Regions from separate parts of the Ovis canadensis genome. Here region 2 is linked to region 1. The links are chromatin contacts, called in public Hi-C maps. All regions are on one chromosome and are shown on one strand. Each heading gives the region's core, a stretch centred on a gene start, on an enhancer-like site or on the middle of the called end of the contact. The rest is flanking DNA. Distances are from core to core; before and after follow the strand shown.

What was found. A called contact is a pair of places that touch in the nucleus more often than the background predicts.
Region 2: a contact with region 1 is called in a Hi-C map of lung, with 4 times the contacts expected there. The contact joins the enhancer-like site here to the promoter of NRP1 in region 1. A contact is called at or near these places in 2 of 2 Hi-C or Micro-C datasets (fibroblasts and lung).

What each region holds. Positions count from the first base shown.
Region 1 is chr13:34,282,406-34,286,262 of ARS-UI_OviCan_v2, reverse strand. NRP1 (neuropilin 1) reads right to left here and starts at 1,970. Exons shown (of 18, transcript XM_069547378.1): 1 at 1,669-1,970; 2 at 1-349.
Region 2 is chr13:34,415,042-34,418,833 of ARS-UI_OviCan_v2, reverse strand. The region is part of intron 13 of NRP1 (neuropilin 1); the gene reads right to left. It overlaps LOC138417374 (a long non-coding RNA gene), which reads left to right. Exons shown (of 4, transcript XR_011248097.1): 3 at 936-1,085; 4 at 3,206-3,514. Among named protein-coding and RNA genes, the nearest start is that of TRNAC-GCA, 32 kb to the right of the region's middle. Within about 2 kb of position 1,288, the one cell type or tissue checked has open chromatin away from gene starts, as enhancers often do. A contact at or near this core is called in fibroblasts, where this site is marked.

The DNA of each region.
Region 1 (3,857 bases), core at 721-3,220:
CCTCCCGGAGCTGTAAAATCCTCAGACCGTTTTGGAGAAAGAAAAGCGTTGAGGCAATGCCTTGATCCGAGAGAAACGCTCCTCTTTTTGTGTCTCAAGTCGCCTGCATCCTGTCATTTAGCTCCGGTTTCCTCTCTCTTTTCCCACACTTGTTCCTCTTCCAGGAGCCGCTGCCCGGGCCATGTCTCAAAAAAAAAAAAAAAAAAAGTGGGGGGTGTGGGAGGGGGAGGAGGGACGTAGAGAAACACACACCAACGCCAATTTCCAGAAAGAAAAAAAAAAAAAAAATCCGGCTTGATTCTGGACCCGTTGGATCCGGGGAGCTGGCGCCCAAGGGAGGTCGGGGTGTCTGCGCGAAGAGGAGCAAGCAATGAAAAGATGAGCGGGAGACGGAGGAGTTTCACCAACTGCACCCCCGCCTCCCCCACTGCCTCCTCCCCTCCCCTTCTGGAGCCCTTCCCTCGCTTCCCCCCGCCCCTCTCCCCGAACAGGCTCGCCAGCGATTGCCTGACAAGAGACGGGGAGGAACAAGTTTCTCTCCCTGAACGTTCCCTGTCCGTCTGTCCGTCTCTCCCACAAGCCCTGCTGGGATCTTCCCCGGCAGGGAGGCGCCGGGACTCCGTGCCCAGGGCCGGGTGCCGGATGTGTTTGCGGGGGTACCGGGCGTCGAGGTCGGTGGCAGCGCCAGGGTCGGGCTAGCCCATCTCGGCATGCTCGCTCGGGCCCCCGGGGGAGAGCGGGCAGTTCCGCTAAGATTTTGGGGGGTCGGCCGCCGGAGACAGGCAGCGCGCCCGGGAGGTGGCGGCTGCTTCTCCCAACTCCGAAACCCTCGGGAGGCGCCCGAGACGTGACCTGGGGTCGTGACCTGGGGCAGGAGCAGCAGGGCGCCCCTGGACGTTGCGGATCAGGCCCGAAGGGGCCGAGGAAAGGGGCTGGGGTTGGGGACGCACCCCGGAGCCGGGCGAGAGTCGGCAGTAATCGCTGCCACGCAGAGCCGAGTCAGTAGACTCACGCAGACTAGGCTGTGCTGCAGCCCCGCCCGGCCTGCCTGCCCCGTATCGGGGCGCGCGGCTGGGCGCCTGGCGAGCCCGGGTGTCTGCCGCGCGCCGCGGGCTCCATTGTTGCCGAAGATCTGGTGTCCTCTTCTCCCGGCCAGAGGGGACGCCGAAGGGTGGAAGGTGGTGAGCCTTCCAGCTAGGGGGCAGTCGTCGCCCGACCCCACCCAGCCGGCTTATTCGGAGCCCAGGTGCTCGGGGTTTGGAAATGAGGGGTCCAGCGGTCGGGGCTCCTGTGCATCACCGGGGAGCAGGAACAGTGGCGGGGGCGGGGTGTTGCTCTTGGCCGGGCTCTCACTGCGCCCGCTCCGGCGACAGGCCGTTGTCACGCCGGCCCACCCCCGCCTCCCACTGCAGCGCGTCCTCAGTGGGCTCTGGATGCCCCCCAGTTCGGTCCCCGAAGGGTTTTCCGGGAAGTGCTGCAGAAAGCCTCTGCAGATAGGAATAGCAAGGACATTTCAGGGACCAAACAGGTTTTGGCTACGGATCAGGCCCTTGAGAAGGTAAATGCCCAGGGCCCCCTCCGAAGGAGTTCGTGGGGAAGGTGAAAAGGTCAGCCGCCTTCTGGGAACGGCGTTTCTGCACACACCCGAAAGCAGAGCCTTAGTCCTACCTGGCGCAAAGAGCTGGCAAAAGAGATTTAGGAATGTTGGCAGGAAGACTCTGGTCAAAGGTTTTGGCGGAAGAACTAGGGGCGGGACGCGAGAAAGGCGGCCCAGCGCGCGCGGGCCCGGGTGAGGGCTCCGCTCTAGCGGGTGGCGGCTGGACGCGGTGGCGCGCCCCGGCTGGGGTACAGACGATCCCCGCGCGCCGTGCAAAGCTGCACCTCGGGCTTGCGGGCCCGCGCCGGGGGAGTCCCCGCCTCCAAGCTGGAGACCGGCCTCCTGGGCGCACGAGTCGTCATCCCCCCACTCCCCACCTCCCCCGCCGCCCGGGCCCGAGCGCTTATTCGCCCTAGCTGGTTTCCTACTTCCCCGCTATCCCACCCCGGACTCTGGGTGGAAAGGTGGCACTGTGAGGCCGAGAGTCAAACGCCTGGGCGGGGCGGAAGAGGCAGTGGCGGGGTGAGACCGGGCGCCAGGCGCGCCCGCGCAGACCCCGGGGAGCCATCGCCGCAGAGGGAAGCCCGGGCGCTTTGGCTACCGCGGGCGCGCGACGCCTCCTCCCCGCTTTGCGCTCAGTCCCAGGCGCACCCCCGGCAGTGGCAATCCCCGGCTGCTTGGGGCGAGCGGCATCGTCAGATTTGGGGTAACCCCGGGCGACCTCAGCCCGAGGTTCGGAGGGAGAGGCGCCTCTCGAAACTGGCAGGTTGACAGAGAAGTCGAACCGCGCGGCGCAGCGCCGGGGCGTCCCAGAGTCACGGCTGCCCGCCTCCTTCCTAGTGGGACCCGCGCGGCCCCGCGCGCTCCCGGGACCGGGTTGACCAGTCTGTGCCTCCGCGGGGTGAGCGAGGGGACACTCGCAGAGACTTGAGCCGTGTTGTTTTTAGAAAACTGCCGCCAATCTCTCTTCCCTTTTCCCTGCTGAGTGTGCATTTCCCAGTCTGAACCCACCAAGCTAACAAAGCCACCAGATCCTGCGCTCCAAGAGGCACTGCCCCCGCCCCGCCACCTCGCCCCCTTCCTCCCACCCGCCTTTCCCGGGGAAGGGTCGGCACGCAGAAAACGCCTTTCTTGCTCAGCAGCTGAGCATTTTGCCAGCCTTTCTCCAACCAACTAATAAGACACGCAGTAGGTACTCTGGGGGAAATATCATATTTAAGTTCTGCCTCTGATTTTTCTGATCTGAGACTTTTCTCTAACTCCGGAGTTTCCACATGCAGTTCTGGGTAATGGGAACCCTACCGCACTGATTGATAACTGGCTGCTAGTGGGCAAGTACGGAGCAAATTGTCCTTGCTAACAACGTCTTTCTTCTGCTGGTGGAATCCACTAAGTGTCAAAGAAGGTCAGTTTTAGATTTCTGCTCTTCCCTCTGTAAGGAGACAGACCGACCTTTACAGAGGTAAGTGATAGGAAGAATTTGGCAGTATTCCTAGGCTGATTCTATTTTGTCTCGAGAACACACATCCCTCTTTCAGACATCACAAGTCCTCAGGCTATGTAGGATCCGATTCGACTGAAGGGAAGATCCACCACCACACTCCCTGAGTGCAAGGCAGAGGCCCTGGATGGACAACACCCAGCTTCAGGAACTCCCATGAAGGGGTTACTGCAAGAAGAAAACCCTTCACTTCTGCCTCCTGAGCCAGAATGGAACAGAGGTCCATCATTTAAGAATAGACTGGGTGGTAAATGTATGGTTTCTTTCATCAAGCGCTCATCAATTTGTCATAAGTAGGTGAGATCCATTGCTCCCAGAAGGCCATTTGAGCTACTAATGTCCTCAAAATTTCTAGGTTGGTGCAAATGCAGATTGGTATTTCAGAACTGCATCACATCAAGTTGCTGCAGGAGGGCATGGCAACCCACGCCAGTATTCTTGCTTGGAGAACCCCATGGACAGAGGAGCCTGGAGGGCTACAGTCCATAGGGTCACACATGCCTGAAGGTACTTAGTACATAGGTACACAAAGTCTAGTCAAGTTTTTTTAAAGCATACACATCAGCTTATCTCAGAAAAGCAACCACAAAACATAGTTTTAGTAGGAGCTAACCTACATTTGAAATGTAAGAATGAAAGACATAAAATAGAAAAGCTTAAAAATTGAAACTTAGATTAAGTGCCCACTATTTAAAATAATTACATTAAAAATGGCATGGTTGTTAAATGACTCTGTCATTCAAGGGATGCCCTTTTGGA
Region 2 (3,792 bases), core at 39-2,538, 130 kb before region 1:
ACACCAGCTTATGCTCCAGGTTTTTACTGGCAGATCTCTGAAGCATTTCGTAAGATTTTTTTTTTTTTTTAACTTCTGTGCTTTATATCAGGTCAATTAATTTTAAGTGGGAAATCTCTGCTTCTTTAGTGAATTTTCAGATTTGCATATAAATTGTTTGCCCCACTTAAAACTGCAATATAGGGTCAAGTAAAGCCAAAGCATATTTGAATGGGTACCCACTTTTTTAATGTTCAAAATGCTTCCTTTGGGTTCTAAAAAGAAAGCGTGAAGGGAGTCTCAAGAATGATTTGTTTCATGTGTTCTACAAAGTGCTATTTGACTATGGGTTTGTTGGTTTTTTTTTTTCCTAACTTGTATAGCCTTAGTTTTTACTCAACATTTTTGCTGGGGGAATTTGGTTAACTTTTTAAGGATGGGGAAAATGAAGCCCTTGATATTTGGAATTATTTTTGGTAAACTGGAGCTAACAATAAAAATAATCCTAAAGATAAAATTCTTTTCTTTCTGCCAGTCCCACCCATCTCCTGAATATAAAATTAAACACACAATAGGGGCTGTTTTCTCTAATGACGGTCATTGCTTCTCACTGAGTTCAGGCGTCCACAAGATGGCAGCATTGAGACGAAAAGGAAGGTGCCCCCAGCAGCTTGCCTGCTGATCTAAAAAATAAGTCTAAACAATCTCTCTGTAGCAAAAGGGAAGTATGATATTCTACGCTGTATTAGGGTCAGGCTGAGAGCCTATCTCATTGTGGTCTTTCCTTTAACTTTGTCTAAGTGTTTAACACAAATATTTTGCTTTCTACTGAGTCTGGGCTCCATTGCCCCTCCCCCACTTCAACAATGGCAGGCAGGAGGCAGGGTAAGGGAGATTTACTGAATAGATAAGAATGAGTTACTTTGCATTAAGAATGAGTTACTTTGCATTTTTAGTTTCCAAGGAACTCCTATCAAATGCTAATGTGAAATTTTGGAAGGAAGGCACCATACCATCCTCAAAACTGAGCAAGATGGATTCTCCCTTCCACTGACAGTGTGACCTGCCAAAGGACTCACCGGGGCCAGCTGGAGAAAGAAAGCCTAGTAAGTCATGTGATGTGTATAACACAAGCATTTTCAGTTTGTGCAAAGGGCTATATTTCACAGCGGCAGTGTCACTGGAGATACATATTTTATGCCCCAGTCCATCATAACCATGAAATAGGGCTTCTTAAAGCATGAGAAACCCTCTCCAAAATCCTCCCTTCTGTACAGCATGACTGAATTTTGCAGATGTAGTCAGCTGAACAATGAAGGAGTAGTTGAGTAACCTTGGATGTCAACACCCACAGCCCTGGAATGTGCTGTTGTGTAATCTTGTGTTAGAAACTGTTAATATTGAAAAATATTAATATGTGTGTGGTTTTAGGTTTTCTCCTTAAATGTCATTTATAAGACCTACACAGAGAGGAGGGCAGTCAGTCATTACAGCATACACATTTCTGGTAATATCTGCCTTGTTAATACTTTAAATTTATTGTATAATTTACAGAAAACCACACCATCCATAATTTGGCTATTACTATTCTGGCAGTGTCATAAAATAAATGAACTTGGGTATTTTTGTGGCCAAGACAAAGGGCGACTTTGCCTGAAAGACTAATTTTGACATCTCCTATTCGAGTGAATGGAAGTCAACCTTTATCTTCCACTGTTCTTTCCAATCTATGAATTTTACACAGTGACTACTCAAACTTTTCATATTTTACTACTCTTATCTCTTTGGCTCAATCATATATAATTTATGGCAATCTTGTTAAATTAGAATTTTTTTTTTAATCAGTACCTTTTGCGGGGGATGGGCATGGAGACAGAACAGCTCAATGTTGAAGATTCAAGCCTGGCTAGAAAGGCTATTAAACTCACAAAAATACACACAGACATTTCTAGAAATGGAAAGAGGAAGAGAGAAGGACAGAAGCAGAGGAGATAACGGCAGAGAAAGAGAAAAAAGCCAATGGACAAATGAAATTAGTATACAGGACAATGTCCATTTGACCTTTCAATCTTCAAAATATTACCCAGGCCCCATGGCTGCACAATTCTCATTAAATTCATTGGGAATAATCTGGCTAAATCCCTTCTTGACTCTTAAAAATAGCAGGAAACAATATTCTGAACTTAAATTTATAGCTGCTGTGAGCCAGCACCAGCTGTGCCTGGGGGACCTAGCTTGCCCAGAGTTACATCATTAGCACCATATATGCACAAGGATTTAATTTTCAAATCTGGTCTTCAGAACTTCTATTGGATATGTGAGCTCGCTTACTCATAGGCTGGAAATAAGCAGAGGTGCCTGGGTCCATGTAACCGTGGGTCATGAACATACTCTGAACTGATTTAGAGAATGTCTGGGGATCCTTGGAGGGTAAGAGCCTTCTGCCAAGGGGAAGATGGATTTAAAATGCAGGGCTTCTCATCAGTTCCTGGCAGAGCATTAACAGGCTTTCATGCATCTGATGACAACCCAGATAGCACATGCGTATTATATGCCCACTGAACATATTCTATTGAGAAGAATCTTCAGCATGAAATCTTCAGCCTCTGCTTGATTCTCTAGTGGCTTCAGCAAAATCAGATGATGATGAAAGTTTAAGGTCTGATATCCTGCTGTTTGTCAAGGTGCCTGCAGGACAGTGGGGATCCAGGTATCAGTAGATGGGTCTGACCACGAGCAGGGGAAACCTCAGAGTTAGACCTGCTTTCTGACTCCACGCATGCTCAGGTTCTGAGCATTGGCTTAGCCAGGAGGTGACAATGAACAGAACTCCTCAAAGAAACACAGACAGTTCACTATATACACATGAAGAGAACAAGATTCATGACTCAGACAATGGAAAAACAGGAAACCAAGGCAACTTGTAAAGGACTCTGGGCTGACTGTGGACTAGACCATCCCTACCAGTAAGGTCTGTGGTTCTGTAACAGAGAACAAACCTGACTCCATATTGGATATATTACTTTAGCTCTAACGCTATGCTCTGTTGCCTGAGTGTAGCCATGCTGGCTCTGCACCTTTTATAAAAGAATGCTGCCTACAGCCTGAAATATACAGAGCCCATTCTCAAGGCTCTGACCTTTAAAGGTACAACACCTTTCTGTTCATGTACAGACAAAAAGTTGCAGGACAGAAAATAATGAATTGTCTTCCTGGGGTTTTATAGGAACACTGTGACCAGATCTACATGGACAGCTGCAAGAACAAAGGATTCCAGGACCAAGAAGTTCGCAACCACCAGCTGTACCACCTCCCTTTTTAGTATGAATGAAGCCTCAGTTCTAACTCGGGTAACATGGTTCTTTGGGACACTAGTCCACCACCTTCTTGGCCTGTTGACTTCTTACTGGTTCATGATTTGTATATCCACCCGCTGATCACAGTAGATGCTGGGAGATGACTGTTTGCTCTGGAGCTCCCCCTGAAGCCATCATGCCAAGGGCTTTGAGCCGTAAATTAAAAGTTCACAAAGCCATTCCTGCTTTGATAACACAGACCTCCAACACGGAGGGGGAGTCATCTCATTTTGGGCTCTTGTTCACAGGTTGTTGTGTTTTGATGACCCCTAGCTCTTTTAACAGGCAAGCAGAGAGATGAGATCTGTTGATGGCAGCTTCCTAGTGGTTGTAATTAACTCTCTGGCAAGAGGAAAAACTAGAGCACTAGTTAAAATGTTTGTTACGTTATTAACTTCACTTATTCACCTCACCCCATTCCCTGTGACAGTCATAAAGAGCTTACAGGAAGTTACCC